Linked DNA regions of Mus musculus: regions 1, 2 and 4 are each linked to region 3. Evidence: chromatin contacts called from public HiChIP or PLAC-seq and promoter capture Hi-C data. All regions are on one chromosome and are shown on one strand. Each heading gives the region's core, a stretch centred on a gene start, on an enhancer-like site or on the middle of the called end of the contact. The rest is flanking DNA. Distances are from core to core; before and after follow the strand shown.

The links. Promoter capture Hi-C pulls out the DNA fragments that hold promoters and counts their contacts. HiChIP or PLAC-seq counts read pairs in DNA pulled down with a chosen protein or histone mark.
Region 1: an H3K27ac HiChIP or PLAC-seq map of embryonic stem cells shows a contact between it and region 3, with 4 times the contacts expected there. The contact joins two enhancer-like sites. A contact is called at or near these places in 4 of 115 datasets of contacts at active chromatin or transcription factors (astrocytes and embryonic stem cells).
Region 2: a promoter capture Hi-C map of embryonic stem cells shows a contact between it and region 3, with 3 times the contacts expected there. The contact joins the promoter of Uri1 here to the enhancer-like site in region 3. A contact is called at or near these places in 5 of 39 promoter capture datasets (cranial neural crest, embryonic stem cells, hippocampal neurons and 2 more), 3 of 484 Hi-C or Micro-C datasets (CD4 T cells and embryonic stem cells) and 5 of 115 datasets of contacts at active chromatin or transcription factors (all in embryonic stem cells).
Region 4: a contact with region 3 is called in an H3K27ac HiChIP or PLAC-seq map of embryonic stem cells, with 2.7 times the contacts expected there. The contact joins two enhancer-like sites. A contact is called at or near these places in 1 of 484 Hi-C or Micro-C datasets (embryonic stem cells) and 2 of 115 datasets of contacts at active chromatin or transcription factors (both in embryonic stem cells).

The regions. Positions count from the first base shown.
Region 1 is chr7:38,084,552-38,087,251 of GRCm38.p6, reverse strand. The region is part of intron 3 of Gm30771 (a long non-coding RNA gene); the gene reads right to left. Among named protein-coding and RNA genes, the nearest start is that of Ccne1, 22 kb to the left of the region's middle. Within about 2 kb of position 1,426, at least 189 of the 459 cell types and tissues checked have an H3K27ac peak or open chromatin away from gene starts, as enhancers often do. A contact at or near this core is called in embryonic stem cells, where this site is marked.
Region 2 is chr7:38,018,171-38,020,870 of GRCm38.p6, reverse strand. Uri1 (URI1, prefoldin-like chaperone) reads left to right here and starts at 1,319. Exons shown (of 11, transcript NM_011274.5): 1 at 1,319-1,761. The coding sequence starts at 1,651.
Region 3 is chr7:37,474,323-37,477,153 of GRCm38.p6, reverse strand. It overlaps a transcript of Zfp536 not described here. Among named protein-coding and RNA genes, the nearest start is that of Gm51477, 36 kb to the right of the region's middle. Within about 2 kb of position 1,518, at least 10 of the 459 cell types and tissues checked have an H3K27ac peak or open chromatin away from gene starts, as enhancers often do. A contact at or near this core is called in embryonic stem cells, where this site is marked.
Region 4 is chr7:38,241,477-38,244,273 of GRCm38.p6, reverse strand. No RefSeq gene overlaps it. Among named protein-coding and RNA genes, the nearest start is that of Plekhf1, 15 kb to the right of the region's middle. Within about 2 kb of position 1,398, at least 8 of the 459 cell types and tissues checked have an H3K27ac peak or open chromatin away from gene starts, as enhancers often do. A contact at or near this core is called in embryonic stem cells, where this site is marked.

The DNA.
Region 1 (2,700 bases), core at 177-2,676, 610 kb before region 3:
TTCAGAGGCGTCCATCTTGCCCAGCTTGGCTTGGTTCTGTGCTGACTTCATTCTCCACTTGCTATTTTCCAGTATCTTTTAGGCTGACATTCCTGCCGGCCAGAACTTCCCTCTCAGAGTATCAAGCTGAATGAATGGTCCTTAATCACAGTGGTCAAGGAATGTGGAGCTAGGGCAGGACAGGCATGTGGCATGAATCAGTCCCTGGGGCAGAACTCATCATCGGAACTACCTGACACCACAGAAGCAGGGGGTGGGGGTGGGGGTGGGGGTTGAGGTGGGGGGTGGGGGTTGAAGGGAGGGAGGGGGCGGCTGTCAGTGGTCTGGCAAAAGCAGCAGATACAGAAATAGCACAGAACCTGGTTAAGGCCTGAACAACAACAGAGGTGAGCTGCTGAACAGCGGCATCCTGCATTTCACAGCAGGACTCTAGCTGTAACTGGGAAGCCATGGTCACCCACTCCCCAGAAGTTGCTAGCTCCATTACGCAGTTTCAGTGACTGGCTTGGAGAAGCAGGCCTACCCCCATAGCCTCGGGGTTGGGCACAACTCAGCAGGGTTCTGTTAATTCTTCCTTTCCGCTGTGTCCTAGGGCTCCCAGTGTTTTGGCTTCCATATACCTTTTCCTCAACTTCACTCAGAGTAAAGAGGCAGTCCGAAGGAGGGTCTTCCCTAGCCAAAACTCCAAATTCTCTACAGAAAGCCTTTGTGCACCACGGAGCAAACCACACGGAGTGAGCCCAAAACCCCATGGCTGTTCTGGGAAGCACGGGCACAACACACGTGGTTGAATGTGCAAGGGCACTAGTTAGAGGGCATGGGGAGATTAAAAACAAAAGCATCATCTCAGAGGGACATATTGAGGCTGGAATGTTGGTAAATGAATCTGGAGAAACTGAACAAAACGGAGGCTCAGCAATTTGCCCAAGGTCAGACACTGAGCCTGGCTTCAGGGCCTACAGCTACATTGAGCTGCCTCGGAGCCTTAGCCTTAGATTAATGGAATGTCCCATTAACAAGCTCCTGAACCCTCAAACCCAAAATTGGGAGGGGCCCAGGTATGGGTTTTCAGGGCCGCAGGACCTAGCCGCTTAAGCCTGAAGAGGGCGCGCATTCCTCTCCGGGACTGCTGGCAGCTCAGCCTTTCTGCCTGGAGCACGCTTCCTACCAGTCCCAAGCACTCGGGTCCCCCCTTTTAGGCCTCCTCGGGCCCGCCAGTCCGGGATGACAGCTTGGCTGGGCCCCACGCCTGGACTGCGCCCGGTACGGCGCCTCCCCCCGGTCACGCGGCACAGATGGGAGAGGAGGAGGACGAGGAGGAGAGGAAAGGAGGCCCTTTGGGGCAGAAGGGTAGGAACCCGCTGCACTGGGCGTCGCCTCTGAAAGGGGCTCTGTGCGGCTCGGGGAGAAGAAAGGGGCAAAGAAATGGAGGAGGAGCTGTGTAAGGAGCAGTGATGCAGGCTCAGGTGTCCGGACCCCACCGCAGTGTTCCAGCCACACCCAGACGGAAACCATGGTCGACGGTTTGGCCTGCGCCCGTCTCTAGACTGCTAGCTGGGGGAGCAGGCACCCCTGTCACCTCATTGTGCACGGAGCAATAGGCCTCGCCATGTTAGCCAGACCAAATGTAGCCCTTAGGGCAAGGGCAGAACGTAGGAGTCGGAGCCCAGAACCTCTTGCCACGCAAGCCACAAAGCAAGGCCCAGGAGCCCTGCTGTCCAGGGCAGATCTTGGTGGCGCCACTTTCCAGCCACGTGGCTTGGAGCAAGTTTCTTTACTTCATCTGTGAAATGGGAGAGCGCGCACGTAGTGGGGTTATTATGTAGGGGGGTTTCGTCCCCTAGGGCTGGGCCTGCCTTGGTCACAGCTCTCACCAATGCAGCGGGATAAAGAAACTGAAGTTGGGGACAGAACCAGGCCGCCCCAGTCCCGCGCCGCCCAAGACCTCCATGCGCGCGCGCGCGCGCACCTTACCCGCCTCCTCCTTCGGAACCCGCAGCCCCGCCCTTCTGGCTCAGGCTGAGCTCCACGTGCGGCGTGTTTACACACGTGACTCCAGGGCCCGCCCACCCAGCCTCCGCCTCCGATCCGACCCCGCCCCTGTCCCCGCCCCATGTCCTCTGCGGCTGCGCGGCGTCGAGCTAACGCAAAGCGCCTCTGTAACAGAGCCAAAGCGTAGGTGGATCTCTGGGTAGGCGGGACTTTGGGCCTCCTCGTGGCTTCCTCGCGCACCGCGAGGGGGGCGGGACTGGACGGTCACGGGCGGGGCCAAGTGTGAGCGCAGGCTCTAGGCAGGGCGTCGCGTGGGCGGGGCTGAAGAGAGCTGGGCGGTGGCGCTGGGGTCCGGCGCATGCGCAGGCACACCAAGCTGTACAGCTTTCAGACCTGCTTTCGCCACGTTCCTAGTCCTGCCCCTGTGTAGGCTGAACCAGGTAGAACTAAGAAGGACACATTGACGCCCACATTTCACTGCGTTTTGGGCAAAGACGGGCTCTCCAGGATTCTCTTCCCTTGCCCTCCTGCTATTTCTCCCTTTCTTCTGGATTGGTTCGGTGCAGGCCTGTTGTGGCATCCTGTTTGTCTTTGATACCTTACCAGTCATACCATTGAAGCTCATTACACCTTCTCTTTTTCCTCTCTCCCTCTCTTCCATCTCTCTCCTCCGTTACTTCCCACCCTCTTCTTTCTCTCTCATACTAG
Region 2 (2,700 bases), core at 70-2,569, 540 kb before region 3:
CCTTGGATGTCCTGGAACTCACTCTGTAGACCAGGCTGGCCTCAAACTCAGAGATCTGCCTGCCTCTGCCTTCCAGATTCTGGGATTAAAGGTGTGAGCCACCACTGCCTGGTACATCCTAATTTTTAAGTATCCTTCCAAATTAGTACTACCTGTTAGGGACCAAGTATTGAAACACATGGGGTCAGTTCATATTCAAAGCCCAGCACTAGAGAAGTAGCTTCTGCGGTGCCCTAGGAGTCAGGGATGCTGCTATTGGCGGGAGGCAAGATGAGTGCTCAGAGTTTGACTGTGTTTCAGAGGTTGCTGCATCTGCAGGGAGAGAAATTCATATTTACCATCTTCCCCAATCGTCCCTGCTTTTTCTTTCTTGATGCAAGTGATCAAAGGATGGATGTGGACTTGGGAGCTGGAACAGAAGTGGAAGATAGGGGCAAACAGACCCACAGAGGGCCAGAATTCTGCAGGTGCCTGCCAGCCTGTTCCTATACACACAATACTGAGGTAATAGGATCTATGCCTATTGTCCGGGCTTGGGATAGAGTTAGGACAAGGCCACAAGGTAGACTAGAGGACTGCCACAAACAGAGGCTGCACAAAGGGCTAGGGGGAGGAAGTGAGTCCAAGAGATTTATTCAGCTCAGGCTGGCCTGGAACTTGCTATGTGGACCAGGCTGGCTTCAAACTCACAGATACCCTCCTGCCTCTGCCTTCAAACTGTTGGGGATTAAAGGTGTGCTCCCTGCTCCAGCTTCCAATTTTTAAAATACTGAGTGGAACAGGGATGGGGATTTAGCTCAGTTGGTAGAGTGCTTGTCTAGCAAGTCCAAAGCCATGCATTTGGTCCCCACTGTTAAACAAAACACCAGAATTATAAAATACATGGGATAGGGCAGCAGCTGTTGTTGAAAAATGTGCTACACAGTGCATACGTAGTAACATAGTAATATTAATACTGCAGCTTAATATATGTAAGGAAAATTGTAATGTGTACAGTAATTAATACATACGCAAAAATATAGTTGTATATTGTGCATTTTAGCTCATTAAACCACATTAGTTCATTAAAAGGCATGGGAAACAGCTGAATTTGATAAAATTAAATGAGCTTATGAAACAGTCTCAGTGCTCATATTAAGTTCCTACCACCACAGGCAGCGCCAAGCGAATTGGGACCCACTATCCCGCCGCCTCTCATCCTGTGCAGGGGTCCTGAGCGGCTCAGCCTCCACCCCACCCGGAGGCCCTGTCCCCGCCATAGCCCCGCCCCCTAGGGCGGAGCTTGAGAGCTTCCCGGCGTGCTGCGCGGGCGGGGCGAGGGGCGGGGCGTGCGCGGAGGCGCGGCAGTCGCGGGACGCTAAGCTGGGCCCGGTTGCGGGAGAAGAGCGTGGCGCGCCTGGTGTAGGGCCTGCTGCTCCGAGGCGGCGGCGGCGGCGGCGGCGGCGGTATGCGCGTGTGAGATGCGGCCGCGGGTAGCCCGGACGCGAGCGGCGGCCCCCGGGGCAGCGGCGAAAGTGAGCGCGGCCTCTTCAGAGAGAGGCGTGCAGTGCATGAGGGCGAGCGCGCGGGCGCTGGGCATCCGCCGGCCACGCCGTCTCCATAAACACTTGTTTAGGACTTGTTCGCCTCGCTGAGGCTGCGGCGCCGGGCATGGAGCCCCCGTCCGAACCCGAGCCCGAGCCCCAGCCCCTTGCAGAGGCCTCAGCCGCCGCTCCGCTGCGCGCACCAGAGGTGGCGCGGCTTCGCGAGGAGCAGGAAAAGGTAACAGGCCGCGCTTGGTTCCGGCCCTGGCCGGCTTCCGCATGTGGCCGCGACACTCTGAGCAACCTCTAATGCGGCCAGCCCTCTGCGTGAAACCGAGATCCCCACGCGCGAGCTGCGCAGCCTCGGGCCGCGGGGACCACGGGAGAAACTTTTGTCACGTGCATTTGTTGTCTTTTGTCGGTGGCCCTTTGACCTTCCCCGGAAGGGATGCGGGGATGTGGGGAATACAGAGGATGCAGGGGATAGGATAATCGGTTGACCCTGAACTGAGAGAGCAATTGTTGGGACTAAATAAAAATACGTGTTTTTTTTTTTTTCCTTTTTGGTTCGGGGATTACACTGTGAACAGAAGTGGTCACTCTTTTTACCCCTTAGCTATTTATTATCTAAACGTTGGTACAATGCGCGCGTGCGCACACACACACACACACACACACACACACACACACACACACACACGAGATATCCTTATTTGATTGAGCGTCCAAGTTTGACTACGTTGGTGATGATGCACTTCCTGTGCAATCCAGCTCTTAGGTTTAGTAGTCGACAAGAGAGAAGGCCTTTGTTAAATTTTAACTTCAAGCCTTTATTAAACAAGGCTTTCCCCACTTTTTTTTTTTTTTTTTGATCTACCAGAGGAGAGGAGAATGCTTAGAATCTCCGAATGGGAATTATTATATATTTTTTTTTATAAGGAAATGTTATGTAGTTAAGAACTACAGCTCGATTGTTAAATGTGAAATTGTCCTGTGGATTCTGTAGGTTTTCAAGTTGATTCTCCTGACGTGCCTTGAAATTCTTTGAAAAGCGACATTTAATTTGCTTAAACGTCACATGTCCTGTTGCCAGAGTGAGGTATTAATAAAGGTTTAGGAAGTTGCATAAACATTTGAGAAGCTCTATTTTTCTATATTTAAATATTTTTGCGTGTAA
Region 3 (2,831 bases), core at 269-2,768:
GAGAGGAAGGCTTCCTGATAGCTTCCCCCAGCCAAGGATCCAGCTCTAAAATACCAAACCTCAGTCCGGCCACTGGCCGTCTATTTTCAGAGCATATCGCTTCTGTATTTCATTTGGCTCCATTTCTTCTAGAAGCTTCTGCAGTGGTTTGGTAGCAGGTGGGATGGCTCTTCTTGTCTTGTGGTTCCCAGGCATCAGGCCCAGCATAATTAATTATAATCTCCTGTTCTTGATGGGTGTGGTAGGGTGTAGGACCCAGAAAAGCAGTTGTCATTTTGGCTAAGAACTGATATTTCAGAAAGAAACAAACATTATTTTTCCCTCCTCAGTCTAGTTTTTTTCTCTCTTGCACGGAACAGTTTGCATATTGTAAGCTACAGATGACCACCAGCTTCAAGGCACATGGCCTAAAACACCCCCACCCTTTACCTCTTCTCTGCCCCACTTAAAGTAGATGTGACTCGGCAAACAGGTCCATCCAATCAACAGATAGTCTTCCTCACAGAGCCGGGCTTTGCCAAACCAATGCCTTATTCCAAGATTGCTTATCTCAGAGTTTAGGGCCTCATTTCATCTGTTAAGTAGGCCTAGAATCCTGCCCGATGCCCCTAGAAACTCTAGTGGCTGTAACTGAAGTTCTTCTGTATAAGGAAGAACTCTCTTCTCTTAAAAGTACTTGGAAAGCAATCTGTAAAAATTTGCCTGCATCATATAGACCCATACAGAACTCAGGAACCCCTCCCTCTCTTACCCACCAGCAGTCTTCTCTCCTGTTATATGTAGGACTGTGTGTTGAAAGTTGTACACCCAGGTTGATATGTTAGTTGCCGCACTGCTGCCTCCTAACTCTTAGAATGTTAGTCCTATACCCCGGGTGTTAGGTCCTGGCCTGTGTGCACTAGCCATTTATAGCTAATACATTCTGACCTGGATGCAGGAGAGCAAGCTGATGGAGAGGTTACTCCATCCATCCTCTTGGGTGATGAGTCCCATAGCACAGCCCATGTAGAAGACAAGATGATAACTTTTCAAAAGAACCTTGCTTAAAGGCTGGTATATCAGCGTGTCAGGGACTTGTTACAGATGATCCTGTGGGAGATCCTGAGTCATCTCAGAGTCAGTTGGAAGATGATTTATTAAGTTGCTATTAGAGAGGGTCAGGTCCCACTGGTCTGGTCTTGTTAAAGGACATCTTAGTCTAGCCAAAACTTTTGCTTCTGGAGGTGAGTGTCAGGATCCAGGCACGTCCCATACTCTCTTATTCTGCTGTACAGTGTAAAAAGGGCAAAGGAGTGCCACCGGAGAGCCTTGATATGTCCTTTGTATTGTTAGAGTGGATTTGACCTTGCTTTGCAATGGAATGAGCTTCTCACATCAGTATTTAAATGTGTGTGTGTGGGGGTGGGGGGTACAGAGGACTAGAGCCATGTCCATCCACTGGCAGGCAGGGGAGGCAGGCTCCTGGTACAGCTTGAGGAGCTGATGCAGGAGAGTGTGAGAGGCACAGCCGAGCTGTGTTGAGTCTGCACCTGGACATTGCTGCATAGAAATGCTAAAGACCTGGTTGCATCCCAGGAATGTGGGCACACCCCTGCCCTTCACTTTTTGAAGCTGAAGCCTCCAGCCAGAGCTGTCTGGAATTGCTGTGTTAGCTTTCTCAAATGTAGCTTTCCATGTCCTTTTCTGAATCCTCAGGGCAGGACACAGAACTCTTGTCAGGTTAAGAGGCAGGTGGGGGTTCGGGTGGGGGGATCATAACTCCTTTACCCTTAGCTCTGCCCTGGAATTGCTACCACTCAAGGAAGCCCAGTTTGGAGGCTCCATCAGCAAGCCACTGTGGTGATGAGGCCCCGTGTGCAGCAGCTCCCAGGCCAGGTGATGATCCCCTCACGGGTGGGAGGAAGCCTGAGGGAAGGCATAGATAGCTCCAATGTTCCCAATGCTTTATCCTCAGTGAACTGTGGAATGAAGGCCCACTACATTTTGCCAGGATGAGAGAGCAGAAACCTATGTCCCAACACCATGGTGGTGGCATCACAACTTTCTTACATCATGTGTCCTAAACTGTATGATGTGATGAAATACAGTGACCAAACTAAACTATCTTAAAAGGCGACTTCTGCCCCACCGTGATTTCCTTGCATGGACACTCTGAAGATACCGCTTTTTTTTTTTCCAGCTACAAAGCCTAGAATGGAAAGGTCAACAGACATCTTCTGAAGGGTCAGAGGGCAACTGTTTTCAGCTTACAAACCATGAGCACCCTCATGACTCCTCACTGCTGGGTGGCACTAAAGCTATAGACAGTGTGAGTGTGTGCCAATAAAACTTTATTAATTAAAGCAAGGGAATGACTAGAACTGGCCCACAGGCTAGAATTTCTGGCCCCTGCTTTAGTGTAAAGAGGTATGTGCTCCTGGGTTATTTCCAGAGCAGAGAGAGAGAGAGAGAGAGAGAGAGAGAGAGAGAGAGAGAGAGAGAGAGAGAGAGAGAGCACAGGGAGGTACCCCTTCCCATCTCCTCACAACACCACAGGCAAAAGAGATGGAACAGCTGTGGCTTATCTTTTACAACAGATGTTTCTCCTCCACCGACAGAAGTGCAGGGAGGAATTAAGATGGCAGACACCTAAGCGCCTGGGGCAGACGCCCCCAGATCAGATGAGTATCCAGTGGAAGGTATTACGAAGAAGCACGGGCACGGCCCAAGGCCTTTAAGTTGCCCTTGTCCCTTTAGCACTAAGGTGGTTCCAGTCTTACTTTCCAGCAGTGTGATGGAAAGTTGTGTTTCCTCATGTCACCATGCCACAGTCAGTGCACAGGAAAGTCGTC
Region 4 (2,797 bases), core at 149-2,648, 770 kb before region 3:
GTCTATGGCCTGTCTATGGAAAAGAAATTCTATTTTGTGGCCTGCCTTGGCAAGGGAGTTTATGAGTCAGGCAGGAGCAAAACTTACAAATGACGCCACGACCTTAGAGTCTGTGCTCCTCAGTGGTGTCACCCACTCACAGCCACTCTTTGTAACCAACCCATGCCCTGACACTCTTCCTGCATACTCCGAGTGACAGGCACCCCAGACCAGATAGCTCCATTGTCCACTTTGATCCTTCTTACCTGGTGAGTAGAAGCAGGCCAGGGTCTCATACATTTCTTACTGTTGCTAGTTTTTTAAACCTAGACCCGGCATATGAGAGTGACTGAAGGTTCTATGCCAAAGTAACAATAAATAAATAAATAAATAAATAAATAAATAAATAAATAAATAAATAAATAAATAAATAAATTATAGTAATGAAAAATTAATTACTTGGGAGTTTGTTTTTAATTAAACATTAGGACTTGACGAGACCTGGCCGCTGCCTCATAAAGCCATTCCTGGGCTGTAGGGATGCATTCGGTCCACATGAGTGCCTCAAATCAGCCCAGGATGTGATTAGATGATTTCTCCCGGCAGTCAGTGCAAGATGAGCATTCCCAGAATCCTCTCACTGGGGCGGTGAAAGTCCTCGGGCCCCAGAGGCTGTCCACCTGTGTACACATGGGTGCTCTATGGGAATCCATGGGCAGTCCTCTAGTTGAACAGAGATTAACATCATTAAATGAAGTGGGGGGATGGGGGCGGCATGTATGCAGAAATGAGATGTTTACAGCAGAGAGCTATGGAGACAGGTGTAGGAATCCCACCTCACAAGCTCTCTCCTCTCTTGCCCAAAAGCCATCCCCATTCCCTGGGTAGCTTCAACTCATTCATCCTACAGGGACTGGGGGCTGCCCTCTCAGAGGTTTGTTGGCAGTGTTGGGAATGAAATCTTTTTTTTTAAAGATTTATTTATTTATTATTGTAATGTAGCTGTCTTCAGACACACCAGAAGAGGGTGTCAGATCTCATTACGGATAGTTGTGGACCGCCATGTGGTTGCTGGGATTTGAACTCAGGAACTCTAGAAGAGCAGTCAGTACTCTTAACCGCTGAGCCATCTCTCCAGCCCGGAAATGAAATTCAGAGTTTCATGCATGCTTCATTTTGCAACAAGATCTTGACAAGTTGCTCCAGGGCTGCCCTTAAACCACTCTGTTGCTTGAGTCTTGAACCTTTGATCCTCCTGCCTTAACCTCCTAGTTAGCTAGGATTACAGGCCTGTGGCATTTTCTCTCAGGAGGACCCTCTCCTCCTAGCTTTCTAGGCGAAAGAGCTTTACTGTCTGGGGCTAGGACTATCCTATCCATGGCCATCCTGGATCTGTATAAGAGATAAAGATAAAAGCAAAAAGAGATTGCAGCTGCCTCAAAACAGCTGAGATGGAACTGAGTGTGGCGGTAGGCCTGTCAATCCCCGAATGTAGGAGGCTGAGGCAAGGAAGACCCTCAGTTGGAGACCAGCCTGGGCTGCACAGTAAGACATTGACTCCAACCAAACAAAGGATCAAAAGGAAAATGGCTGAGATAGAGAAACAGGAAGTAAATTAGAGCAGCCCAAACTAAGCAGGGGTGAGGGTGGAGGTGGGAAGGAACAGGGATGGATACCAGAAGACAAGAATGGAATGGGGCCTGGCCAAATGGCTCTTGTTTTTTTTACTCCCAGCACTCAGGAGGCCTAGACTGGCAGATCTCTTTGAGTTCAAGGTCAGGATACGATCTACATAGGGAGTCCCAGGCTAGGCAGGAACGGAGACAGTCCAGAGAGTCATGCACGCTCCTCCCTTTGGCTACCAGGTATTAAAACAGAACCTTGCAAGAAATTCAAATTTTCGCAAGAGTGTCATCTTGAAGGAATTGGAAGAAGCAAAGACCAAAGCTGGGACCAACAGAAGTTGAATTTGTCTCATAAGAAGAGCTTTACTCAGTTCCAACAACATGTGAGACCACCCTGCAGGAATTGAAAATGAGGTAGTAATAAGCCATGGTAGGTGGGATTCCTGACCAGACTACTAAGGTACACATGCTTCTAAATCTCTATTTAAAACTCAGTCTCACTTCAGGAATCCTGGAATTTGGGCCCAGGAGTCACTGATCTGTTTCTCTGCCCAGTGTGTCATGCTAAGTTTATTCTCCTTTCCCTGTTTTTCACTATTACCTGTCTCTTGAAAGGGCCCACTGGGGAGTCATGGCTGGGCTTAGCTTGTGGGGACTTGTCACCTGTTAAGTCCTACAAACTGAATGACTGACAAGAACTCTGTGATTATGAAGGGATGGAATCCCGCAGGGCCATGATCAAAAACAGTGAAAGGAAGAAAGCTTATTTTGGCTTCCAGAGGAAGAGTGCCATAATGGCAGAGAAGTGGCAGCCAGTGCCTGGATCATGGGGCTAAAAGATCACAACAGCACAAAGGGAGCAGAGATGTCAAACCAGTGGTGGGGTTAATAAGGCCCACCCACTTGATGTACTCTCTCTCCTAAGCCTTACCCCTAAAAGCTTTATAATCTCCCCCAAAACAATGCCACCAACTGAAACACAGTGTCCAAACACAGGAGCCTAGGAAGGACATATGCCATCTAAACAACCACAACACGTCAAAGCGCTTGCCACGGACCCTGAAGCCTTTAGTGCAATCCTTGGAACCCCTGTGGTAGAAGGAGAAAACTGACTCCTACAAGTTGTTCACGATCTCCATGTGTAGCTATGGCGTGGGCATGCTTACACACATGCACGTGTGCAAACATACATG